5 separate regions of the Mus musculus genome follow, and all the other regions are linked to region 5. A link is a contact called in public promoter capture Hi-C data. All regions are on one chromosome and are shown on one strand. Each heading gives the region's core, a stretch centred on a gene start, on an enhancer-like site or on the middle of the called end of the contact. The rest is flanking DNA. Distances are from core to core; before and after follow the strand shown.

The links. Promoter capture Hi-C pulls out the DNA fragments that hold promoters and counts their contacts.
Region 1: a promoter capture Hi-C map of pre-B cells shows a contact between it and region 5. The contact joins the enhancer-like site here to the promoter of Pign in region 5. A contact is called at or near these places in 15 of 39 promoter capture datasets (the 3T3-L1 cell line, 3T3-L1-derived adipocytes, the C10 cell line and 10 more), 4 of 115 datasets of contacts at active chromatin or transcription factors (astrocytes, embryonic forebrain, large pre-B cells and 1 more) and 2 of 9 other capture datasets (adipose tissue and liver).
Region 2: a contact with region 5 is called in a promoter capture Hi-C map of liver, with 4 times the contacts expected there. The contact joins the enhancer-like site here to the promoter of Pign in region 5. A contact is called at or near these places in 12 of 39 promoter capture datasets (3T3-L1-derived adipocytes, the C10 cell line, the HPC-7 cell line and 7 more), 3 of 484 Hi-C or Micro-C datasets (CD8 T cells, olfactory sensory neurons and uterus), 8 of 115 datasets of contacts at active chromatin or transcription factors (T-cell acute lymphoblastic leukemia, astrocytes, embryonic stem cells and 3 more) and 1 of 9 other capture datasets (adipose tissue).
Region 3: a contact with region 5 is called in a promoter capture Hi-C map of pre-B cells, with 2.6 times the contacts expected there. The contact joins the promoter of Serpinb7 here to the promoter of Pign in region 5. A contact is called at or near these places in 2 of 39 promoter capture datasets (the HPC-7 cell line and pre-B cells).
Region 4: a contact with region 5 is called in a promoter capture Hi-C map of the HPC-7 cell line, with 3 times the contacts expected there. The contact joins the enhancer-like site here to the promoter of Pign in region 5. A contact is called at or near these places in 3 of 39 promoter capture datasets (3T3-L1-derived adipocytes, the C10 cell line and the HPC-7 cell line), 1 of 115 datasets of contacts at active chromatin or transcription factors (large pre-B cells) and 1 of 9 other capture datasets (liver).

The regions. Positions count from the first base shown.
Region 1 is chr1:106,821,017-106,826,088 of GRCm38.p6, reverse strand. No RefSeq gene overlaps it. Among named protein-coding and RNA genes, the nearest start is that of Vps4b, 27 kb to the right of the region's middle. Within about 2 kb of position 3,583, at least 26 of the 459 cell types and tissues checked have an H3K27ac peak or open chromatin away from gene starts, as enhancers often do. A contact at or near this core is called in adipose tissue, where this site is marked.
Region 2 is chr1:106,771,526-106,777,276 of GRCm38.p6, reverse strand. It overlaps Vps4b (vacuolar protein sorting 4B), which reads left to right. Exons shown (of 11, transcript NM_009190.2): 9 at 1-7; 10 at 3,130-3,270; 11 at 4,729-5,751. The coding sequence ends at 4,830. Among named protein-coding and RNA genes, the nearest start is that of Kdsr, 15 kb to the right of the region's middle. Within about 2 kb of position 2,131, at least 6 of the 459 cell types and tissues checked have an H3K27ac peak or open chromatin away from gene starts, as enhancers often do. A contact at or near this core is called in liver, where this site is marked.
Region 3 is chr1:107,419,429-107,424,631 of GRCm38.p6, reverse strand. Serpinb7 (serine (or cysteine) peptidase inhibitor, clade B, member 7) reads right to left here and starts at 1,943. Exons shown (of 8, transcript NM_027548.3): 1 at 1,900-1,943.
Region 4 is chr1:106,685,336-106,690,467 of GRCm38.p6, reverse strand. The region is part of intron 1 of Bcl2 (B cell leukemia/lymphoma 2); the gene reads left to right. Among named protein-coding and RNA genes, the nearest start is that of Bcl2, 26 kb to the left of the region's middle. Within about 2 kb of position 2,132, at least 64 of the 459 cell types and tissues checked have an H3K27ac peak or open chromatin away from gene starts, as enhancers often do. A contact at or near this core is called in the HPC-7 cell line, where this site is marked.
Region 5 is chr1:105,662,131-105,667,877 of GRCm38.p6, reverse strand. It overlaps Pign (phosphatidylinositol glycan anchor biosynthesis, class N), which reads left to right and starts at 4,202. Exons shown (of 31, transcript NM_013784.3): 1 at 4,202-4,378. Relch (RAB11 binding and LisH domain, coiled-coil and HEAT repeat containing) reads right to left here and starts at 4,017. Exons shown (of 29, transcript NM_173187.4): 1 at 3,245-4,017. The coding sequence starts at 3,770.

The sequences.
Region 1 (5,072 bases), core at 2,334-4,833, 1.2 Mb before region 5:
GTGGCAGAAATTGGGATAATATTTGAAATGTAAATTTTTTAAATCCAATTAAAAAAAAAACAAATCTCTTGCTATGTTCAATTTCTTCCATCCTTTTCTACCATTCCTTTTGTCTTTTTGAGGATTTTTTTCCATTCGTATATTTATTTTTGCCTGTGTGAGTGAATGCTACATGCATGTGAGTTCCCACAAAGGCCATAGAGGGCATCAGGTACCATGGAGTTAGAGCTTTGGGCAGTTGTGAGTAGCCTGACTTGGATTTTGGGAACTGAATTCAGGTCCTCTGGAAGAACAGCAATGCTCTTAACCACTAAGCAATCATCCAGCCGTATCATTCTAGCATTTCTTGTGAGTCTTTTTGCTAATCTCAATAATATTTTGTATCACCCTTAGAGGTTCATGGCACTATAAAGTAAATATCATCATGATTACTTCTAATGTGATGATGAGAATCCTGGAACTTAAGAATTCAATAACCTTTGCTGATGAAGCTGACTCGGTCAGCATCAATGAGTAATCTCATGGCTCTGCTGTTGGTACTCTTGCTGTCCTTTCCACTGAAGAAGTCTTTCCTCATTCTTTCCTCCTGGTTTCAATAGGTCCTGGTTCATTGTCAGCAGAAATTGCACTTACTGCATTTTATAAACCATCCCTGAATAGGCTTTAAAATGAGCTCCTTGGAGAAGCTGATTCCCAACAGCTAAGAACAGGGACATGGGAGACGACCTAGAGGTCCTCCTTCCATGTTGCCTCTCACTGCCTTCCCAGCATCTTCTTCCTTCCCCGATGCCCTGTTACTAAACAGTCCTTCCTTTCTCCAGACCCTCTGCCCAACACAGACAGCAACCCAACTTCCCATGAGAAACTATTAAGGCCTTTCTCCTAAAGACATATGGACCATAGAAGCGCTTGTCACAGGAAACAGCTTCAATGTGAGTGTTCTCCATCCCCTAAAGCATAAACAGAAGCCTCTCTCTGATTTCTGGAGATGTTTCCTCAGTCATAATGATGATGCCTCCTCCTCCATCTCCACCAAGTAGCAGCCTTCCCAAAGTTAATGCAACTTGAAGAAAGGAAGAGTGGAAGGAGGAGAGATAAGGGAACGGTGCGTTGACACTGTCCAAAGCACAGTAACAGGGCCCTTAACACAATCAATCGCATCTTCTCACCTTCAACATCCCACATGAGGTTTGATGAAAAGTAACTTGGGATGCTCAGCAACAGAGGGCATACTTTATAGGATCAATCTTCACAGCACACCGTAGATAACACAGCATGGCTCATGACAATCTTTATAGAAGCAGTAGGATTCTCTCCATGGTACTGCATTGCAGGTTTTCAATAGCTTGGTTGATATGGGGATATCCACAAATTAAAATGTGTACATACATATATTTCTTGTTGTGCTTGCTGAGAGGACCTATGAGAGAAGAAACCTGTGCCAACGAGTAACGAACGTATCAATCTCTACAAAGAGATTCAGAAGAAATGAATAGTGAAGAAACCAGTGAGGTTAAGAACAGATAATCTTCGAAAAGCCAAAAAGTATCTTAAAAAAGAATAGAGGTGAAATGGGGCACAGAAATCATCACACAGATGTTCTCCTCCACCAAGCTGGGACCAACCTGATCATAAAACTCATCACAGACTATGCCGGGGCCTAGCAAACACAGAAGTGGATGCTCACAGTCAGCTATTGGATGGATCACAGGGCCCCCAATGGAGGAGCTAGAGAAAGTACTCAAGGAGCTAAAGGGATCTGCAACCCTATAGGTGGAACAACATTATGAACTAACCAGTACCCCTGAGCTCTTGACTCTAGCTGCATATGTATCAAAAGATGGCCTAGTCGGCCATCACTGCAAAGAGAGGCCCATTGGACTTGCAAACTTTATATGCCCCAGTACAGGGGAACGCCAGGGCCAAAAAGGGGGAGTGGGTGGGTAGGGGATTGGGGCGGGTGGGTATGGGGGACCTTTGGGATAGCATTGAAAATGTAAACGAGGAAAATACCTAATAATAAAAAATAAAAATAAAAAATAAAACTCATCACAATAATAGGTCATTAGCCACTTTTTCAAAGAGGGTGTGCATCCCGCACCATCACCCTCGATCACACGTCACAGCACTCATTATCAGAAATCACAGACTGCCATCTTCCAGATCCAAGCAGAAAGACTTCACAGCTTGTTTTTCACTGGTCTGGTTCTGGTCCTGCCTATCAGTCAGTTACTATTGTCGAGTATATCATCAATAGAGTACATAGTGAAGCTCCTTGAATTCACAGTTCCCTGCAGATAAATGAACTCTCAAATGCCCTTTCAGAAACATTAGGGCAGCAACTCTCACTGTACAGTTGAAGCCACAATCACATAATTTTTTTAAGGCTTATTTTTATTTTAAGTACATTGTAGCTCTCTTCAAACACACCAGAAAAGGGCATCAGATCTCATTACGGGTGATCGTGAGCCAACATGTGGTTGCTGGGATTTGAACTCAGGACCTTGGGAAGAGCAGTCAGTGCTCTTAACCGCTGAGTCATCTCTCCAGCACTCCATAATCACATTATTAATAGGCCACAGGTCTTCATTGATTTCAACATAGCTGTCTTAGTTAGGCTGCCCATTGCTGTGAACAGACACCATGACCAAGGCAACTCTTATAAAGGAAAACATTTCATTGGGGATAGCTTATAGGTTCAGAGGTTCAGTCCATTATCATCAAGGCAAAATCATGGGAGCATCCAGGCAGGCATGGCAGTGGAAAAGGAGCTAAGAGTTCTACATCTAGAAGACTGTCAGCTAGGAGGATCTCAAAGCCTACCCTGATAATGACACTACCTCCAACAAGACCATACCTCCCAACAGTGCCACTTCCTATGAGCCAAGCCTTTTCAAACCACTGTAGTCACTATTTTGAAATTTATTTTCACACATCCATAGTACTGATTTATATTTGCTTAGAATAGAAAATATGGTCTGGAGAGAGGACTTCAGGGCCAGGAGTGATTACTGCTCTCCTAGACAACCTCAGTTTGGTTACCAGCACCCACAGTAAGAAGCATCCAATCACCTGTAACTCCAGCTCCAAGGGATCTGACACAGTCTTCTGGCTGCCATGAACACCTACAGTGTACATACCTACACACAAACACAAACATATACACATAAATAAAAATAAATCTTTTTAAAAGGGAGTTCAAATCATTTTTTATTTATATGTATTTTAATATGGGGGTAAGAAAATATGTCTTCTCATTTAGTTGATGAATAATCATAGGAATTTTAGTTTGCTATATATAATCATTTTTAAATATCATTGAAATATTCCATAATTTAGAATTTTTACATTACCAAAAGGTGTTTTTTCCTAATAAATACCAGTGAGGGTTTGCACCTCTTTTTCTAGGCTGTCGTTCCTCTTTACCCAGTCAAACCTAGCCCCATAAATATCTAAGAAGTTCATTGATTTCCTCACCAGACAAGACATTTGGCTGCGTAATGCAAATGGAATTGGACAGGTTCTCTGCCCAGGGACTGGGCATAGTTCCAAGTAGAGTTTGTTTCCAAAATGGCAACCCTAACAGGCCCCTACATGAGCATCTCAGTAGGCCAGTCTCCAAGAATGAATGCCTCTCTGTTACACAGCGCCCACACTCTATCTTTGGTAAATCTTGAGAGACTCATACTTTGGGGAAAAAAAGGGGAAGAATTATGGGACACTTAAAAATAGTTGATATTTCAGGTCCTTGGCCACTCTAAGTTACTGAATCCTAACCCTGAGGAATAAATTGTGAATACTTGAATCTGTCATCATGGCATGGGCCTTACCTCAGGGATACATTTTATGTTGCAATAAGAGAGAAAAAGCACATAAGCACACATTTTTAGAGATCCATTTACATCTCACAGAACTAAAGCAGAACAACGTAATTCCCAGGAGACTCTTTTAAACTTCCTCTCGGTGATGGCTCCCTAGCTGTTTATTGCCAATGAGTGACATAATTGCTATCTCATTCTGACAGCACTTTCAGAGAAATTACTCAGGTTGGCCCAACAGACAATCAAGACTGGGAACTGGGGGAGAGTGAAGTTCCTGTAAGGTACTGTGTGTTTTTATTGTATTGTCGAGTGTCTAGGCATTTATTCAAAGTTGAAAGAACATTTACTACTCAATAATGAAAGCAAATAATTGTAACCACGCAGGTTTTCAACCTCAATTCCCTTAATTGAATACATGGGAAAAAAAAGAATAGAAATCATTTTAGGCTTGCAATACAAACCATCCACAGGACAGAAGGTAAGTCTTGTTTTGCCCTGAATCCTCCATCTCCCAGCTGGGTTCAGCTCCTGTGCCTTCCAGTTCTGCCTCCCAAGCATTCTAGATGCAATACCCTGGCCCTGACCGTTCCTCTCCCCCATGCTCCCGTCTTCATTCTGAGCAGCTCTAGCTCTCTGTGAACACTCAGAATGGACTGTCTGTATGTGTGTGTAAAACAATAATTGAGGAAGAGGTCATGAACTTTAAAGGGGGTGGGGAATAGAAGAGAGAAGGGAGGTGTGGAAATTATATAAATATGGCATTCTTGTATGAAATTCTAAAAAAATAAATAAAATAAAAGTTACCCTCGTAAGTGTGGAGCGATGGTAACCTGGCATGAAAGTCTATGATGAAATTTGGTAGAGTAGCTTTACTGGCTATTGGCATTCTGTGGCTTGCTTGAAAAGGCACCTACAAACTCCCTAATGTATAATTCCTTTAACTCCTTGCCTATCTCACCTAATTTATAGTTCTTTTAGCACTCATCAGTCCAGTCATAAACCAAGAAAGCAGATGGTTGCAGTTTATCATAGGAGAGTAGTAGGACCAGAAGATGCATGCATTTGTGTAAGCACATGGAAGGAGCAGGCCTGCGGGACAGGAGGAAGGGTGAGAACGTGGAAGAGGCAGGCTGGGAAGGAAAATAGCCAAATCCTTCCCATCCAGAATGAACAGTGAGTAGCTCAGCAGTTCTCAACCTTGCTCATGCTGTGACCTGTAATATAGTTCCTCATATTGTGGTAACCCCCAAC
Region 2 (5,751 bases), core at 882-3,381, 1.1 Mb before region 5:
CAAAAAGGTAAGAAGCATTACTTGACCCTGTCGTGTACTTTTTAAGTGAAACTTCAGGACTGTCCCTGGCTTATTTTCCAAAGAAGCTGAAATGGCTTCAGTGTTGTATGATAATGTAATAAATATATTCCTGCTGCATTGAAAATATTTTCTCCAGTGAACATTATTTATGGTCCTAAAGATTGTGTTTTTTTAAGAAGTAATGTGAGGCATTTCTGAGTCATTCTGGTGCAAGTGCAACAGCTCACATGGATGAGAGGCTGCTTTGAGCATAGCCAGAGCAATTGGGAGCAAAATCTGCTACATTTTCACCACATCATAAAAGTAGATCCAGTACATGCTTAGCCTGGCCTTTCTCTGTCCACACTGTCCAGCACTGTGTCAGAGAGGAAACAAGAGGTACAGTGTTAGCAGTGAATCTGAAACTTGGGTGCTAACACACACAATTCTGTGTATTGTAGTTCACAGGGGCAAAGGTATGATGGAGTGTATTTCAGAATCTGAAGTCAGGATTGTCAGCCTTTTCTGCCTTTCCCATATGAATGAATTGAGCTATCTGATTCGGGTACCAGTTGATGAGAAGATTATAGTCTTACTATGTAATTCTTGTTGTTGTTTCTTAAATGGAGATAGCACTCTTTGAAGAATTATTGTAAGGATCTTGTGAGATAATGTTTACACACAACACTAATGATAGTAGCTGACTATTCACTGTGTGTTCTTCTCAGCCATTTCCTCACTAACGTGTAGTGCTTTTGTACAGTAGCAGCTTGTTAGAGAGAAATGTGGTTCAGGATTAAATATATGCCATAGCCATCATATTTTCTTTTTAATTCCCTTTGCACTTAGAAAATAAATTCTTAGGACCTTAGACTTTTCTTACCTAGAATTTGTCACTCATTTCTACATTTTGGTACCAGGGACCTCATATGTGAACATGAAGCCAGGTCTTAATATCATAAAGGCTAAAGCAAGCATAATTTTTAAAAACCATAATTAGTAATGTATCTTAATTGTACAGATTAGTGGCTTCACTGTGATATCTGCATCACACATGGATAGTGTTCTTTATAATCTAATTAGCTTTAACACTAGGGTTTTGGATCACCATCTGCAGTAGATATTCCCATGTTTCCATCCTTCCACTTTTGAAACTGTTACAACTAAAAGAACAGACGTATTTGCCTGTTTATTTCAGTTATCTAACATAGTAAGTCTGAGCCCAGAGTCAGTCAGGATGTAATCAGCCAAAAACAAAGACAAAAATCCCTGGTCTCATGCAGTTGAGAAAAAAATATAGATATAAACTTAAGTGTGAGTGTGTACACAGTAGGTTTGTACACAGTTAAGGAAGCCAGGGTATATTTTACACCTATTCAGTCTTGAAATAAAGGTGATCATCATGAAATAGACTTGAAAGCAACCACCTAAATAAATATATGCTACTTTGTAACAAAGGGTTGTTTTCTAGATATTGCTAAAATCTTGCTTTAACTAAGTTACATTTCATGAAATCACATAGACATTATTAAGCATGTAATTTTATTTCTGTCCTAGTTTTATATTGCTGTGATGAAACAATATAACCAAAAGCAGTCTGGGGAGGACAGGGTTTGTTTATTTGGCTTACAGGCTGATGATACTCCATGGTAAAGAGAAGTCAGAGCAGGAACCTAGAAACAGAAACTGATGCAGAGACATGGAGGAGTGCTGCTCAGTGGCACTCCTTTCTAGAAACACAGGACATCCAGTACAGAGGTGATATCACCCACAGTGGGCTGGATCTCCCCACGCAAGTCATAATCAAGAAAGGATCCATGGACTTGCCTGTAGGCCATCTGATAAAAGCATTTTTCTCAATAGAGATCCCTTCTTCACACATGATTCTCCCTCCTGTCAAGTTGACAAAAAGCCAACTAGCATAGTATGTATATGTCTTCTTAGTTTCTTTTCTATGCTCTGAAGAGACACCATGACCAAGGCCAAGACAGCTTATAAAAGAAAACGTTTAACTGAAAGCTTGCTTGTATTTTTTAGATGGTAATTCCATGACCATCATGGTAGGTAGCATGGCAGGAGGCAGACAGGCACGGCACTGGAGCAGTAACTGAGAGCTTACTTTTTTTTATTGGCAAGTGTCAGGCAGAGAGAGTGTGACCTGGGCTTTTGAAACCTCCAAGTCAAAGCTCAATGACACACTTTTCCAACAAGGCCATACCTCCTAATCCTTCCTAAGCCCTCGGCCACCTGGAGACCAAACCTTCAAATGTGTGAGACTGTGGGAGCCGTCCTCATTTAAACCAGCACACATGGGATTCTCAAGTTTTTGTTAAGAGAGAGACCTAAAGATTGAGTAATTTAAGACTAATCCTACACAATATCTCAAGCTTTCTTTCAGGCATGGAAAAGAGCAACTTGGGAGAGTTTTGTAATGTTTGTTTTGATCTATAATGTAACTACCACTTAATAAGCATTACAGGAAGAATAGGGTAGCTAGAAGGAGCTGTTTCTTTTTCAAAACTTTTCTTTTTAACCCTAGTTTATTTTTCCTTATATATTCTATTTTTCCTAGAGTAAATATTTTAAATACAATCTAAAAATTAATGTATTTTGCCGAAGACTATCCCCTTTTTGGGTTTCCTATCTGCATGGAATGGGTCTCTAGTTGCAGGTGGACAAGGAGTCAGTGAATGAATGACAAACAGAAGCGACACACGAGATTCTGTAGAATCTGAATGCAATTTGACAAATCAAGCATCAGACTTTTTATACAGAAAATAGGGAAGTTAGGTGACATATCGGCCAGGTACAAATGAGATTACCGGATTCTTATACAAAACAGAGGAATGCAAACATGGAAGGACTGGCAAGAACCAACTGGGATAAAATTCAGTGTTTAACAACTGGGATCAAAAACAGTTCCACCTAAGGTCCACTTAATCTTAGAAGCCAGGGTCAAGGGTCGTTTCCATGAACTTTTCGCCTTGGAACGGTGCCCAGGTTTTGGGGGCCTGTCGCGCTTGTCACTGCTGGAGTGGATGTAGCAATATTTTTAACTTTTCTGATAGTGACCGGAATCTTAATTCTTATTTCATTTACTCAGATGAAATCAAGTCACTATCATTACAGGTTCGAGGACCCTCAAGAGCTGATCCTAACTGCATTGTAAATGACCTGCTGACACCCTGCTCTCCGGGAGACCCTGGGGCTATTGAAATGACATGGATGGATGTTCCTGGAGATAAACTCTTGGAGCCAGTTGTTTCCATGGTGGGACATTTTAAAATTTTATACACTTATATGTCATTTCGTTTCTATAGCACTAGAGAATGTTATGATCAAGCTCATGTATTTAATACTTGAAGAGAATTGTAAGTATTAATTTTGTTTACATGTAAAAATAGTTATCTAAAGGTGTGAGACTTGTGTTAATGAAAAGGTTGTATTTTGAAAGCACAATTTGCTCTGACTTAAGTCATCCACAAAATTCTCACATATATTGCACAAAATATTGTTAGGGCTTAATTAAAATATGAGTTTTGTCCTGAATCGCACATGTTTAAAAATAACCAGAAACATCAACTCTTGTGTGATAGTATTGATAAATAGTATTGTTTTGTTTTACTTTCTTAGGCTGCATAGAAAGTTTAAATCATGGAGTTCTTTAAATTTTTAATTGAAAACATTAACCTTTTTCTCAAATACTGTATAAGACTTTGGGAACATTTTTTTTTATTGTGTGTACATTTACATTGTAGAAATTAAAGTAACTTCACGGTTTATTTTGTAAGGTGTATCTTTATAGAAGTGTGGTGCTGCAGAAATCTGCTTGGTTACTGGTGAACACCCAGTGTCAAACAGCTTTGGCCTTAGCTGCCAGTTTTCAGAGTGCTTTGTGGTAGGTTGGACAGGAGCATTAAGAGAGGAGACTGATGTGCTAGTGAGCAGACATAGTCTGCTGTGTGTGTGTGTCTGTATAGGGACACAGACTCAGTGCTTGTCTGAGTACTCAGAAGTCCCGCTTACTGCAGTACTTCCAGATGAGATTATTGTTGTAAGTTTTATGTTCTGTCCTGATTTGAAGAATTCAGAGTAACTTACAGTGGTTCCTTTTTTCATTTGTGATGTAATTTTATAGGAAACGTTCATTTTAATGACTTTCTGATGTTAGTGTATTTTCACCATTTCACTCTTAGTTTTAACTTTAAAAAATATTCTCATTGCTGTTCCATTTAAGTACAACCAAGTGACTTATAGAAATATATTTTTGTAGTAATAAGGAGTACAATTTAAAAAGGAATATAGTGATACTACTACAAAATGCAGTTTATAGTTTTCATCAGAAGGATTAGAATAATGTAGAGGGTTTTACTATTATTGAATGCTAATAGTCTTGACTTTCAGAATTCGATACTTCAGTTACAGAATTCCACAGAGACTGTGCTAAATTATCAATTGCTTGTGCAATTACCATTTTTCTTCTGGGTTACACTTGGTGTGAAATAGACCTCTTGTTGAAGATAAAGAGTTAGACCAGGAGTGAGATGGTGGCTGGACTATGGCCTGTCTTTGTAGGAGGTAGTGAGCATGGTAGGTAACGAGGAGGAAGTTGCTGCTAGGAGCTCATAACACAGCACATTTTCCTAGGCAACTGTAAATTCACAACGAAGAAGGACATTTATACTGTATTGAGTCCATTGTTAATGACCTCTTTCCTTTCTCTGACAGTGGGATATGCTGCGGTCCCTGTCCAGCACAAAGCCAACAGTCAATGAGCAGGACTTGTTGAAGCTGAAGAAGTTTACAGAAGATTTTGGCCAGGAAGGCTAACACAAAGACAGCAAGAACATGTTTATGCTGCATTTCTTCTCTTTTGTAGGTATTTTGCCTTTCTTGGATGACATTCAGATTATTTCCAGCAAAACTCGTTTACCCAGGGAAACATACATGTCACTTGAGTGTTCCTAAAGTCTGTGTTGTCCTTTTCCTTCACTGTCTGTTAAATTCTCTAATTCACAAACATTGTCGAATTGTAAGGAAAGCAACAATGGTATGAGGAACAGCAGAGTGGGGACATCGAGGAGCCTCGCCCGGCTTCATGGACAGCAGCTAGGATTCTCATGAGTACTTGTTCAAAGAGCAAGGCCTTTTTTCTTTTCCTAAAAATGAAATTGAAACGGGGCTAAAGCTAATGGTATATAAATGTCTTGAAAAATCTTTAAGCATTTTATCAATGTAAACTTACTGCTTTATTAAAAATTAATGGTAGAATCTTTACTCTCAGGGATGGGCAGCAAAACGCAGAGCACTGATGAATTTGGGGTTTGTGGCACAGCCAGTGCTCCTGTTGAGTTTCTAGTGGGCTGGTTTCTCCTGTATAGATTAAAGTGATTCCTTTAAAGCAGTGGGCTTTTATAACTCCATGACTCCTTCCACTGTGCACTCGAGACTTTCTAAATCAGTAGTCATCTTTGCCTTGTCTACGCAGTGTCTTTTATAGCCAAGATTGACCAAAAGAGGTAGCAAACAAGTATGCATTTTTCGAGAATTGTCATGAAATACTGTAATGGGAAACTTTAATAAGAAAATGACTTTCTTCTGGACTTTGGGATGTTTCCTGTGGATGATGTGGGTATGTGTGTACATATATATACATAATTTTTAAAATATTAGCGAGAGTCATGTCTTTCACTTTTAAGTTCAGGGAGCAGTTTGTTCTAACCACACAAACATTCTCAGTGTGGTATTTCA
Region 3 (5,203 bases), core at 694-3,193, 1.8 Mb before region 5:
ACTTTTTAGTTAAAAAAAGAGAGAATAATTTCTGAGTTTTCAACATTATTCTTTACATTCCAAACAATAAAAGCTTTTCTTTTCTAAACTTTTGGTCAACGTGGTAATGTTTCACAAAATGGTTATTATATCAAAAAGACAAGAAAACTAACACAGGAATTTTCTCATTTAAAAAAATTAGTGTAACTAATTTCATTGAATATGATGGATTTCATGGCATCCAAATCATACTGATAAAAAGTAATTACAGAAAACGATGAGCCAAGACATTCCCAGACAATAATAAATCTTGAAGTCTTAACTTATAAAATGATGGATAGCCCTAAATACATTTAATCACTCTTACATTAACAGGCTCACGCAGGTTGAAATAAATTCCAGAAAAATTATATTTTGCATAGTTGATTGGTGTACTGTATGTTCATTAAATGCAAGCCCCTCTCCTCTTTGTAGAGGAGACCTGCATTCCATAGGCAAACAGACAACTTTACTTAAGGCTGACTAGGGGAATAATGCTATGATGTCCCCTGCTGAGAGATGAATAAATATTAGCATCCAAAGATTTTTCCTTCTTCCTATAAAAACTTTGCAGCAACTTAAAAATAAATATGTAAATTGCCAATAAAAATAAACAATGTTTGGAAAATCATCAACATATGCCAAACACTTGGTCCTTAGTTATGTAACTAAGACAGTTGTAAAGGAAAGTAATTTGGGCTCAAGCCACATAAGATGCCACTACAGTGTCACCCATCATGTTGTGACAAAAAAAACTAAACAAAAACAAAAGCAAAAACAACAAACAACAAACTTTTTAATTACAAAAGAATTTGGCTACAGAGAGGAAAACTTAATGTAATCCCCAAACCATATTCTCTTGTTTCTTCCATAGACTAAGTTTTATATAAAATTACAAAATAGTAAGAAACGTTTTCTAATTTTAAACTTAATACAAAGTAGAAAATTCTCATGAACATTCTTAGTTCTGAAATTTCAGATGAAAAAATCACAGCTTTGGTTAGCTGTGAACTGTTTCAACACTAACAACATTTTCTGTCTCTCCTCTGGTGTCAATATATTTGTGTCAAAACAAGAGTAAAGCAACGACAAGAAAATACAGGTTTCACCAAAGCTTTCCTATAATAATCTAATTAAAGTATCAAGGAAATTATTTTTAAAATGAAGCACAAGAAAACTTACATATGTCACCTTCAATAATATATAGAATACAATGACTCTGATTTGTGGCCCTTGGTTGATAAAATATATGGTTTGGCTTCATGGTAAAAGCATATGTAATCTTAGAGTAATTTTTACTATGCAATAAAAATTAATTGCTCCTAATAATTAATTACTAGCAGAAAGCTTATATAATTACTGCATTAAATCATATATAAGAACAGCATAACTATTAAAGGAATTTAATTTTTGTCAACAGTACTCCAAATAATATATTATAAGACAACTACTGCTCTCCAGAATTATTCTCAAACCTTTCTATTTATTTTAAAAAGTGCTAACTTTGATGAAGTTTTATCCATATGACTGTCTTACATTATGATTGATTCTATTTTAAAGCATTGGTAAATTCCGACAAATAGTGAGTGACCTAAATAGGAACACACAAAATAAAAAAGCTAGATTCATACATATTTCCCCATTTATCTTTTGGAAAAAAAAATGAACATAAAATCTTGACTGATAGCTGATCTCCCACACTGTGGTGAATGTCATTCTCTGTGACGCTAGTCAAAGCGAATCGGGAGAAGCCATAAGCCAGAGAGCTGAAGACTTTTCGGAAAGCTTGATGCATTTAATGTCTCATGCACCAAAAAGAACTGAAGATTCACTCCACCCCCTCCCTCTCAGCTTTACACCGTGGACATCTGAAGCATTTACCTTACTCTCTTCATAGAGGAAGTTGCAGCTGGTTGGGTGAGTCTGGAAGAGTTCCCTGCATTACTCTGAAATATAAAGCCTCTGACTCAGACACTCCCTGTTTCCTATTGTGATGACCACAATAGTTTAAAGATAACTCCATTCAAGTGAAATTATGCTCAAGCAAATTGAAGAAAATTTGTAATGAGCTATAATTTCAATTCAAAGTTGTCAGGATATGTTCTCATGAAATTGAATGATTTTAATATTATTATAGCATATATATTTTAAATATGTATATAAATGACATGAAACTTAGTGGCTCGTCTGTGATATTGCTGACTTCTCTATTCCTCTCCCCTTTCAATTTTAGCAGACAACAAGGAAGACAGCAGAGTAACCCCCCTTCAAGGGCTCATTTTCTACAGAATTGGGAACCAGGGAATCTGTACCTGAGGATGAGGGAGCTGGCTCTTTCTGGAGAAGCAAGCTTATATTATTGATTCTGGTTGACCTCATACATTATTCCTTGTATTCTAGAATTCCTTTCATTTTAATTGTATGGCATAATGCAAATATTGAATACTTTTGATCATTCAAGATTCTCTAAAATGAATATCTTCTCTGACTAATACATTGAACATATGGGGAAAGGCAGCTGCCATCATCATAAGAGAAATAAGTCAGTGATAGGAAAACAGAAAACAAACAGAGATAAAGGTAATGTGTGTCATCATCATTGACATCATAAAACAAAGACATGCTGTGAAATGTGCCATAAGACAACTGCTAGAGCATCTGGGGATAGGTTGCTCTTGGTTGTGATAAATGCTGAACACTGAGGTAAATAAAAGGTAAGACATATTCCTCTAAAGGGAAAAAGATGGGGCTTTAGGGAGTGTTATGAAAAGCAGAATAGTCAAGAGATATACTATGATTTCATGAGAAGAGATATCTAAATATAGTCTCAAAAGCAAAAGACAAAGTTGAGTAATTTCATTCAAAGCTGAGTAGCATCAAAGCTGAATGATGGTTAGATATTCAGAGACAAGAAACATGGCTCAAAGCAGCTGAGTGCTGTTGCTGGCAGTGAGTGTGAGAAGAAGCAGGGGGTGAGCCAAGTATGAACTGCTGTTTCACATGACAAGTTTGCATCTGGGCTCCCATTGCTTGGACTATATGTAACCTGGAAATAAAATAAAGAATAATTTACTACATCTAGGGTTACATTCCAGCTGGGCAATTCTACTAGCTGTGACCTTGAACCAGGTTAAATTTTTGTGGCTAAATTTTGCATCGATTAAATAATAATTCAATTTGGTGATGTAATATAAAATAGCATCTTGCCTATAGTCTAAGCCCCAATAATTTTAATGTCCCCTTTCAACCTTCACCCCCACCACAACTTTGCCTTTTTAAATAGTATGCTCATTACAGTGACATAGTAGTGTATAAAAACACTGTATTATATAATATACTATACTAATAATTTATTGTATTATACTTATATTAATAACATAATAACATTAATAACATTGATATAACATATATTATATATTCTATAATATTATATATTATAGAATAATATATTATTACATTGAAAGTCTTGATGACTTCGTCCATTCTTAGATAGTACTTTATTTCACTACTAAAGCCCAAGTAAATAATATCCCTCTGCTGGATAGTTTAACAGAAGGAAAAAGAGGTGGCTGAGATGCACAGAAGATACTGTTGGAGAAAAGGATAAGGCTCACCAATCTAATACAGTGGTCCTTGGACTTCCTGGTCTCAGCATTCTGAATTTCATCATTCTAAGGCTGGACATTTACAAAGACTCATCCACATCTTTGAGGCATAAATCTTTTCAAAATACCTCAGCTTACCTATTATATTTCCAAACCATGCTAAAGATAGTCTAAGTTCCCCAATGATGCCATTATTTTGGTGACTAAACTCTCTTCAACAGGACACAAGGCTCCCATGGTACTAGTAGAATTGAGGCTTAAAAATTAAATGTTTGCCACTAAAATATGCATACAGTATGATGTCCTACAAAAGCCCAATCCATGAAGGGTATATGTATGAAAATATTTCTGTGAGTGGACCTGCTGTTCAGAAGAAACAGTTGCCTTAGTCTCCATGAGTGGGAAGGAGGTTTTCTTGAGTGCAGAGCTGGCACAGAAGTGTCAGGAACCCTGGAAGGGTTCTTTCTGGGGAGTTATGTGAATATATCGAGAGTAACATTATATTTTGAGTTATGACTCATAATGTTTAAAATTGCTACAAGAAAATAAGGAAATATATCCAACGTATGTCCACAACTCAATGTATGTAGCTGATTAAAATTCTCATTTGGATATAAAGTTTTATGAGAAGGTGAGCTGGCATCCTGGACTAAAAACAAAGAAATCGTAAGGAGGTTGCAAAATAAAGCTGAGAGGGCTGACAGCGATGGCCAGCTATGGAGACCCACAGAGCTCCTTTCTGACACCTCAAATCTGACACCTCAAGGGTAACTGCTACTCATACATGCTCACTGCACTACCAGAAGAGGGATCTTTCCAATGAAGCAACCTAGAGAGCTTTTATAACTCTGAAGATGGCCTCTGGCCATCTACAACTGGAGTGAGATTCAGTAGTGAAGTCATCTGCCACTCACAAGAACGAATAAGAGAGGCATACTTGAGTATGGAAAACAACAAGGTATTTACAACAGCATTCCTACACATAGAAGCTTTGATGATGATCACACTCATTCACAGGTAAAACATCTCCACCCTCTTCTGTACTCTCCTGTGCTAAATTTCTATGCCCTGAACTTAGGAAAAGAGCAAGAGGGCGGAGGTGACAACCTTATTTACCACTATTTGATAGATCAAAGTGACCATATATAACCAGGTTTGTTTTAAAAAAAAAATCGAAATAGGTCTTAAGGCTGTCCCTGGGTGCAGGCTCCATGCACCTGCTTACTGATGATTAGATGTCACTTCTGGGGTGGATCTTCCATGACTCAGAGCACACCACTGTCCTCACAGAAGTTTACGAGCATTAGTTTTCCACAAGGTTTCAAAATAGCCTGTGATTAAGATGATCATTATGTGGTTCATTCAGTTTGGGTGTGAATCAGATGTAAGAAGGTAATTTTTCCATCTCTACTCTTTATAGTAAAATGATTTAAATATAATAGTGCAAATAAATTAAGATAATGGTGTTCATTAACCCATGATTTAACATTCTCGTCTATAAGAAGGCAATATTGATACTAAAAACAGCTGTGATTCCGAGTTTAATTTTCAATTTTATTACATTTGGCATTGATTTCTTA
Region 4 (5,132 bases), core at 883-3,382, 1.0 Mb before region 5:
CTTGTGTAATACCTTTGCTTTGTGGCCATCTCTTCAATCTCTTTTCACCCAGGAAGGGTGGTCCTAAAGAATTCTGTGCAGTCATTTGACTTGCTTGCGAGAATACATGAAGCAGGTGTCAGCTTCAGTGTGCAGGATTTTCCAACCATGACTTTTGTTATTCTGCGTAGCACCCCGCTCTCTCTTCACAAGGCTGAAAAAGAGAGTCTTGCTGAGTCTTATGTTCAGGGTTTGAGCAGAGTACATTTTGGTTTAAAATGTTTAATGGCTTGGAGAAAATTTCATTCTGGACATGGTGCTCTGTGCCGGAGGAGAGTGTTGATGTGCTATTAGACCTCATTCCCTTCACTGCTATTGGGTGATATGGAGATGCTGCTCTGAGACTCTGGCTAGCGGTACTGAGTGAGGGCTGACGCTGCCCAGCTTGAGCATTGCAGGACTCTTCTGCACTGCTCTCTCAGAGCATGTCCTCAAGAGGGAGAGGTTGGGGCCTCCAGGTCTTTGGGCTGAAAGCTAGCTAAGATGACTTGTCAATAACAGAGGGAAGGACATCCATATGTTTACTGCATCCAGGAGAACCCCTAAATTCCTTCCTTAATCCTAGGAGTATGAGGGTGCTTTAGTGAGTTCTGTGCTACAGTTAACCTTGCTGACAGCCCTGCCTCCTTGCCTGTTGTACCCAAAGACTTCAGGTGAAATGCTACACCTTCCCTTCATGTTGTTCTCATAGTGAAGAACCATCTATGTGAGCTGAGGGTTAACACGGTCCAAAGACTGTTTCATACAGTCTATTTACAGAGCACCTGGTTGGCTCCATCACACGTGATTATTTTCTTTCTCTGTTATCACAATCCAATGCCTAATTTAAATTGCTCAGAATGGAAGCTTTTCTGACAGTGTTTTGATTGGATATTTACTTTACTCTATTAGATTGACAATTTTAAATTACCAGGATAATTGTATATTTTACCATCTAGAATGGGACTTGTGAGCCCAACCATGCTAAGAAGTTTCTAGCCTTCTTGGACTCCATTGGAACATCAGTTCTAAGCAAGTATCCACTTCCCTAAGCTATCTTTTTTAAAAGTATTATTTTAAATTATGTGTATGTGTGTGACTCTAAGGTGGGTATGCACAGGTGTCCATGATGGCTGGAGGCATGGGATGCCCCTGGAGCTGGAGTTTAGGAAGTTGTGAGTGTAAGTGCTAGGGAATAAACATGGGTCCTATGCAAGGTACATACTCTTAACTGCTGAGCCATCTCTTCTGGCTCACCATAATCCGTCTTCTAAGCTTGCCTTTGTCTAAGAATATAAGACCTCAGGAAAAGGCACAACTGGATGCTAGTCCTGTCTCCATCTTCCTGACACAAGAAAGAGATGTACCGAAAATATTCTTTCAGCAAATATTTCCATTTTATTGAAAACAAAACAAAACAAACTACAAAACCCCAGAGAATACTCATGGGTACACAGGACCGTGTTTGGTCGGGTGACAAGTAATTAGCTTCAACCGGACTAGGTAATTCTACGTTGCTTTACCTCTGCAGGCTTGGGCAGATGAGGATGTGTGTATTTCTACATTGGATTAGTGCTCTTCCATTAAATAGCAAACTCCCAGCCACAGCTCTAACTGTCTTGGTCATGACCCCAAGGGCAGGGCTGTGGATTAGTGGATGCTTTCTGACTCCTGGTGTCCAGGGCTCACAATATTCTCTTGGAGAGCAAGAGGTTGCTCCACCTGTGTGAGGGCAAATAGCCAAGTAGGTAATAGTCCCACGTTCTCCAGATTAGCAAGAAGATTGATCATTTTTTGGTAAAAGAAAATGTCGATTTTTAGAAAGTTGTTGCTTGTTTTCACTTTCAACCTTGAACTTCAGTCAAAAGAATAATTCATTCTGGGAACATTTTAGAAATTTACTGACACACGAGTGGAAACCAAGCATGCCTGTGTGCCTCAAAGGACTGATACTGGGAGGAAATCAGCTTCCTCTTGCTAAGGAACTCTTGTGCTATGGACCTTTTTTTTTTCTTTACACTTTTCAACTGAAGCTAAATTAGGCCACAGGAAAAGGATGGTGTACCTTCAAAGAGCCAGTGAGGCTGGTGTGTGCTTTCTCTTCGTGGCAAACAGCTGTGGGTGCCAGTGCAGAAGTGAAGCTTTTGTTCCATGCAAAGGTGGGAACGTTGGTGCAGAGACTATATCTCTGCTGTGGAGAAGTTCAGTTTGTACATGTGAGGAGCTTTATCTACACCTCGGAGGCGTTGAAATGTGTCTGTAATGAGCTGGGAAAAGAACCGGGTGGGATGCGGGTGGGTGGAGGAAGCGCCCACCTACACATAGCCGGTCTCGGCCCTCCTTTGTGTATCTGCGCTGACTAGGTTTGCCCTTTTCCATTGCCTTCTATGAAACAGAGGCTCACCTTGAAGCGCTGGGTTGTTTTTCTCTGTTCAGTGAAGCGCATCCTGGCTTTAGGAGAGGAGAGCTGTGCCTGGAGGCAGCCGGTGTTCGCTCCTTCCATGGCTCTGGCTCTCTCACAGGAAGTTCCCACCGTGGGGTTGGCGCTTACTTTTTTCCCACACTGCACTGCTGCCACTGCCCTTGTTGTGAGTGAGCTGAAGCGGCGCCTTAGGAATTCCTTTTTCGCTATGAAACATATGGGAACGAAGCTTATCTTTCTAGTTTTAAAGTATTCATCATCAACATCATCATTTGTTATGAGGATGAGTGGGAACACACATGGTGCAGGGGAGGGCTTGTACCGTGGTGTGCAGGAGGAGGTCAGACAAGCATTTTGTAGAGTCCATTTTGTCCTCCTCTCTTTACATGGTTGTGGGAGTGAAATCAGGCCACCAAGCTTACTCAGCATCAACCTTTTATCTACCCAGCCATCTGGCTGTCCCCACCGTTTCCACTTTCATATGCTGGATAACTGACTTGGAAGTTTCCTGAACAGTACTTACTTGGACTCATTCCCCCGACTTCCCATATTCTCCCTCTGACTCTCTTGTGAATGGTCTCCTCCACTCCCATAGCTTCATTCATTATCTCTATTTGCAGCTGATTCTGCACGTTCTTGTTCATGCTATTTTCTGATGACCCTTTCTATCTGGCGTCCTCGTTGGCAACTGGAATTAAACATGCTGTCAACTCTTCAGCTCAGCACTAAACCCATCATTGTCCCCCCAAAACCTTTCTCAGACTCAGCACCTTCTCTTCATGTTACTGCCATATTCCTGATGTCCCCGGCTCAGCACTGGCCTGTATGTTGCTCTAGCTGCCCATGCAGGGAGTCAGGAGGGCCCGCTGGCATCTTGTCCCAGAGTCAGGAGGGCCTGCTGGCATATCTGGACATGTCTCTGCATCTACTGCTTTTTCACTATCCTGCAGCAACCACCAGTCCTAGCATGAGCTTGGATCTTCATAAGCCCACTGTAGCTCCTCCTTATTCTAGTGTATCTTATGTCTTCAACAGATTTGCTTAAAATTCTTCTTCAGAATTTTTTAAGCACCATCTCTTCTACCAGATCAAATCTTTTTTTTTATTTAGGTATTTTCTTCATTTACATTTCCAATGCTACCCCAAAAGTCCTCCCCCCCACTCCCCTCCCCCCCCCACTCCCACTTCTTGGCCCTGGTGTTCCCCTGTACCGAGGCATATAAAGTTTGCAAGATCAATGGACCTCTCTTTCCACTGATGGCCAACTAGGTCATCTTCTGATAAATATGCAGCCAGAGACACGAGCTCCGAGGGTACTGGTTAGTTCATAATGTTGTTCCACCTATAGGGTTGCAGTTCCCTTTAGCTCCTTGGGTACTTTCTCTAGCTCCTCCATTGGGGGCCCTGTGATCCATCCAATAGCTGACTGTGAGCATCCACTTCTGTGTTTGCTAGGCCCCGGCATAGCCTTGCAAGAGACAGTTATATCAGGGTCCTTTCAGCAAAATCTTGCTAGTGTGTGCAATGGTGTCAGCGTTTGGAAGCTGATTATGGCATGGATCCCCAGGTATGGCATCTCTAGATGGTCCATTCTTTCGTCTCAGCTCCAATCTTTGTCTCTGTAACTCCTTCCAGGGGTGTTTTGTTCCCAATTCAAAGAAGGAGCAAAGTGTCCACACTTTCATCTTCGTTCTTCTGAGCGAGGTAACCCAATCACAAAAGAACTCACATGATATGTACTTACTGATAAGTGGATATTAGCCCAGAAACTTAGAATACCCAAGATACAAGATACAATTTGCAAAACAAATGAAACTCAAGAAGAATGAAGACCAGGTGAAATCTTTACTATCTGTGGTGTGCTGCCTACGCCTGCCTTTCATTTCAATACACATGAAGCGAGTCCAGCCCCATCCCAAGTCCTCTGATCTAGGTGGTCCTTTCTGGAACCCAGCTTGACACCTCGGTTTTGGATATTTTTCCCCTTTTTTATATCTCAGAAAAATCTTCTTCTGTCTAAACACTCTAAAATTCCCATCATTTCTGACATAGGAAAACATGGTACTGGCCTCAAACTCTTTGTCTCAGGGACTTCCAACCTTGCTATGGCACCCTGCCAAGTGTGGTCACATGATGAGTGATATATGCAAATGCTTTCTACACATTTAGGTGTAAAAGTATCCTATTTGCATATCTATTACCGTGCTTAGGCTACAGATCTTGGACATAAGTGTTCAGAGACATTCACTAAATGATGTGCAGTAACTACCAGTTTTTAACTTTACCTTCCTTCCTTCCTTCCTTCCTTCCTTCCTTCCTTCCTTCCTTCCGTTCTTCGTTTGTTCTACAGTTATATAAGCCTACATGTGTCTTGTACTCTGCTAAGCATGTGAATCCATTACTTTGGCATGCTGACTAGAGGTGCACACATCTTTTTATTGTTTTAAGACCTGCCATATTTTCCAAAGACCCTGCTTAGCTCTTAAATAATAAGCAGTTATTTTAAACGTTGCCTGTGTTGTATCTCTGTAGCTTATGTCTGTGATTAATTTTGCTTCCAAAACATTGTGTCTTCTTGATAGCTTGAGGTTCTAGTTCATAAGATTGGTATATCTTGGTATATCCCCATGAGTGGCACTTGAAAATATTGAAAATTGTACTCCATTTTTGTGTTTGTGACTACTAAATGAAC
Region 5 (5,747 bases), core at 2,953-5,452:
CCTTCCTCCATCTATTTTTGAAAGTTCCACATATGCCTTTTTATTTGTGACACATTCCCTTAACAACTATGCTTATATACCTTGCCTCTCTACTACATGCTAATTCATTTCATACTACTTATTTGTCTGTTTGTTTTTCAAGACAAGGTTTCTCTGTGTAGTCATGGCTGTCCTGGACCTTGCTCTGTAGACTAGGCTGGCTCCAAACTCAGAGATCTGCCTGATTCTACCTGCTGAGATTAAATCTGTGCACCATGACACTGGTTTCATTTCATACTTTTTGATCTTATCTATTTCTGCTAATATTTTATATCTTGTACATAGGATTACTTCACATTTGTATCCCAATACAAGGAAATTTATAAATCTGTATCAGTAATAATAGTAAAGTAGGGGAAAAATAAAGTAAAAGGAAAGATAAGATGACAAGATCAAGGCATAGGATAAGGGTAAAACTGGTGGTTCAGATGCAAGCTTCAAGTATGAACCACGGTAGCACACAAATACAGAACCAAGAGATGGCAGAAATTACATAAAAAAATCTGATGACATTACTTTGAGCAATCTTATACCTCCACAACAGGACTAGCAGGTTTTAAAAACAAACTGACTTGTAATTTTTGAAATGGGCGAGACAATTGGGAAGGCTACACCCATGCTTACAACTTTTATTCTCCCTTAGGCTGAACCATGCATGCTGTCACCAGAAATATCACATGCAACCATGTAGCTAAGTTTCTTGATCAACAAACTAATTTGGCCTTCTTAGACTATTTGATTGAGAATAGTTGATAAATGTGCATGGATCTGGTTAATATAGAAACTCACAAATGATCAGGGAATATCAGTGGAGTGCAAATGAGAAAATTATACCATACACCCCTAACCCCACCAATGTCTTTCAATAGGCTGTTGCAAAAGAGGGGCTCTGAAAGACCCTAAGAGCCAGAGGTTAGTGAGGACCAGAGCAAAAGAGTGTCTTTTGGACATCACCGGAATGTGGCACCCATGAACTCACAGCAGCTAACCAGCACAAGATCAAGCCAATCAACAATGAGCAGGGAGGGACTCACAGGTCCACACAATTACCTGAGGAGCCAGGGAGACAGTTGGTGGCTTCTCAGGAAGAGTCAGTTCTTTAAGGGCATGGCCTATGGTAGAGTAACCATGCTCCAGTGAATGGGCTCACATCCTTGAGTATATGGGTACCATATAGGACTTGGTGGGTTATTTAAAAAGAAGAGAGGGAGACATGAAGATGATGAGTGAGGAGTTAGGGAAAGAAACAGAAGATAGATATGATCAAAATATAGTATTAAGTTCTGGAAGATTTTTTAAAATTCTGTTAAAAAACATTCTTGGTTCCCTGTGGAGGCTTAGCTGATGATCCTGGATTGCTTTAAATCACATGCATTGTGATTGTCTTAACTTTGAGTTTAATGCTGCAGTGTGACTACCTGGATGAAATAGGAGTGATGCTCCTTTCAGATCATTCATATCCTCTCACCTTAACACAGTGCAATGTTTTCTCAATTCCTCCATTACGTTATTCTTTATCACCTCACTTGCCTTTTGTGTTAATTGGCCATTTTGAGTGAAGACCTACTCTGATTACTTCACTTGATCATATACTGAAAAAAAAACTTAACTTTTGCTCAGTTGTGTCCTGAAGCAGACATAATATATAGCTGTGGTAAAAATCAATATTATGATAGAGATCTAGGTTCAAATATTAGATCTGCCACTTAAATGATAAAATATAAAAAATATAAAAAGTCTTCATTTCCCAGTTAGTAGTCATGCCGTCAACACTCCCCCTCATTTCTGAAAAATGAGAGAGCGGCAAGAACTCCAAGCTAATAACTAAAACGAATCAAATACAAAAACCAAACAAACAAAAAAACCAAAGAAACCCTAAAGGCTATGATGTAGGTTAAAACTAAGTCTGGGCCAGGCGGTGGTGGCGCACGCCTTTGATCCCAGCACTTGGGAGGCGGAGGCAGAGGCAGGTGGATTTCTGAGTTCAAGGCCAGCCTGGTCTACAAAAGTGAGTTCCAGGACAGCCAGGGCTATACAGGGAAACCCTGTCTCATCTTCCCCCCCCCCCCCCCAAAAACAACTAAGTCTGGGATGTACATAAAGTAATATATATATAAAATAAGTGAAAATTTGAGTCCCAGTGAGATAGTTTGTCAGGTGACAATGTTAGATAATTTAGACATTATAAAAGAAGGAAATGTGCTTAGGATTACTCTGATAGAGAATTCACCCTTCCCAGTGTTATGACATCAAACTTTAGCAACTTCAAGCCTCTGGTATCATGCAAAAGTATAGACATTTAGAAATCAATCAGGCTTATTTATTAGTAAATTCCAGTTGGGTTCACAGAACCAAAGTATTAGCATTAGTATGGAAAAATTTGATGCCTCTTAAAGATGACAGTGAGAATTCTCATTAAAGCTTATATATAAATAATGACTAGGCCAGTGATTACTCTGCTAAAAATGAATGATTGTAGCAAGAAAAGAAAGAAAGAAAAAAAAAGAAAATAAGTGAGAGTCACTTATTCAGAGAAAAACAATCCTTCCCAGTGCTATGTTGAAAAGAAAGCTGGTAAAAGATCCTTGGTCTGTTTGTTCCACAGCTTTCCTGTATACGGAATACTATTGAAATTGGGGTAGTGAAACTGATTTCAAACAGAAAACATTCTATGAAGCAGACACATCTCATTTCCTTCTTTTTATTAGCATATATTAATGATACAAAATAATGGAAAAGCAAAGACAAAAGATCTTCAGTGGATTGAACTTCAGTACAGAGGGCTGACATTTCCTGTTTGTTCTTTTTCTTGAGTCAAAGAATTACTAAGAAACATTTTATTTCCTCGTAGTGTGATTCAACAGCCTGGGGAAAAAAGGAAAACTGCCTAGAGAAAAATGCCCAGGCAATAAGGAAGCTTTCTAGAGTGCCATAATACTCAATAAACTGGAAACCCTGATGTTATAGGTCCCAACACCAACGGGGAGCCAGGAGCTGTACAACACCTGCCAAAGATCGGAAACCAATGCAAAGAAGAGCTACAGCAGGATCTTTCTGTTTGCAGTACACAGGACACCTCGCATCTCACTCAACATACTCTCCCTTCTCAAGACGACCCTAGACTCAGTACCCGCCCACAATCCCCTTCAGCTGCACTCCAACTCTAATCCCCCATCTGCAGGTGTGACAGGCGACGCCTACTTACTGAGCTGTCCTCCGCCCGACGTCGTACTCGGTTCCCGACCTCCAGCGCCTCCGACGATGGAGGCGCCAGGGATCCCGGGCGCCCCCATCCCTGGGGGGGTCCCACTCTGCCTCTCGAAGTTGCCAGGATTGGAGAAGTAATCGCGCAGTCGTGGTAGCTCGCGGCCGCTCTCCAACAGCTCGGTGTGCAGCTCCAGGGCGGTCAGCAAGTATTGATCGCGCAACAGCTGAGCGGCGATGGCATCGATTGACAATCGGGCAGGGGTCTCCCCGCTGCCCCCCGGAGCCGCCGGGGCGGCGGACATCTCCACAGCGAGCCCCGGCCGCGCGCTGCTTCCCAGGGCCATGGGGTCCTGTGGCGACAGGGAGCCTGCAGAACCAGGATCTAGGCCGACCCCGGCACCCAGCCGAAGTCCTGCCCGCCGGTCCTCGGTTGCCGCTACCTCGTCGTCGTCCTCATCCGAATCACTGAGGAAAGGATTTACTCCGCTACCACTGCCACCACCTCCGGGCGCCATCGCCGCCATCTTATTCTGTCAGGAATGTGGGTGCTTCCCTGCTTGGCCCGACAGGCCCTCAGCCTGAATCCCCGTTAGGTCCCGAGAGCCGCCGACCACCTAGGCAGCCCAGGCCGACCGCACCTCTCCTCACCTAGAGCCTAGGCCGGACTGGGAGGCAGGAGCCCGGTATGCAGCAGCACCTCCCGTCTCAGCCGCTGCTGCACCAGTAGCCGACTCTGCAGGCGTCTTCCTGGTCCCTAGTCTCGCGAGAACTGGCTTGGTCCCATCTTCGCCCCGCCCCGTCCCCGCCTCAGCCCCACCCACCTCTGGCCTTGGAGTGGCAAGATCGAAGGAACCGCTCCAGGCTCAAACATAAGACCCCGCCCACAAGCTCTCGAGGATTGGCTGGAGTTACAGGACCTGGCCAGAGAGTTATCGCGAGAGCAGCGAAGGCCTGGGGCAGGTTGGGGGCGTTCCCTGGAGCAGTAGAGGTGGAGGTCGCTGAGGGGTACGATTTGGCTGTGGTTTTTGAGGGTTGAAGGGAACCCTCCCGACATCTTTCACCGCCCTGGGTCCTGCCTTCGTTCTGAGGAGGTCCCGTTCCCAAGACTGGGCCTGAGCCGGATAGTTCTCAGGTAAAGTCCCGGGACCCTTGCACTTAAGGTGTTCCCACGCCCGCTTCTCCCTTCACGCTTCAGTTTTTTGTCGCTGTTTGCTGTCACCGCCCAGATAGCAAGTGCTCTGAGCAGCGGTCAGAATCTGGCTTCTTTGCTCTTCCCTAGTTTCCCAGCCATCTGCTCTCTCCCCTGGAGATCTGGCGACGGCATGGCCTCCTTGTGGTTAAGGAGGGCGCCTTCCCGCCCCCTCCGTCCGGGAATAGGACTTAGAAAGCTGAAGGGTGCAGATAGAGCCTGGACGGAAGTTGCAACATTTGAGTTTCGAGATGCCTTTACACTCATCTGTGAACAGCCTGGTCTTGGACGACAAACTAAGTAATATGTAAACCCATGGAAATTAACATACACTTTACATCAAAGGAACTTTTCAAACTATCAGCGCTATCTCTTCAGTACAACTAAGTTGTCTGGGCCGCTTCAGTGGCCTGGTCATGTCCACTGCACTAGGACACATTCGTTGGAACAAGTATCACCTATCTTTTGTCCAAAACCATTCTTTTCCACAATCCCCTGAAACCTTGCTAAGTCCATTTAGGCTAGAATCGAGGTTTTCTTTATGGATCAATCAAATTTTAGCGATTTAAAAAATTGTACTCTGTAGAGAGATTTGATGGCCTTTATGAAACATTTAGCACATAACTATACTCGTAGGTTTGGAATATCATTTATCCTTTATGCTATTCCTTGATTGTAGTTTGAGGTGATAAGAAGTTTCCCTGTCGCTATTAGACTCCTAGCCCTCATATCTTCTATTTTGTTAAACATAGAATGCCACTTTTTCCTGGTTTTAGAATTAAGTTCTTATTAACACCAGGTCCTAACAGACAACAAAATAAATAGCCAACAGTGCTAACCATCTGCTCTGATATATATAATGAAGTATCTCCTTTATCTTTGTGGAAAATAAAAATAGAGCATTGTTATATGACCTCAGGTCTGGTTACCGGTTTACATGTAAAGTATCCCAGCAGTTAAGTGTAGGTTTTAATTTCAGTTTAATCAGTCTCACAGGAAACTAAAATTTCATTTGAATGAGGCTCTGAAATGCTTTCTTTGGTTGGTATTACTATATAGTTATTATTTGGGCTTTTTAACAGGAGCTTTTAAAGTATGTTACATGTGATATGAAGGTGGGAGGGGGAATACTGGAGGTTGGGGTGGGTGGTTTAAATGAGCATAGGAGACCGGGAGATGGGGAGAAAGTTAGCCCAAATAGTAAAAGACCATAAAGACCCTTGCTACATTGTGAAGCAATTTAAAAATAGTGTTAGTAGTAAGGATTTTTTTTTAAATAAGACTTTTAGCTTCCAATTCGTTGGACTAAATG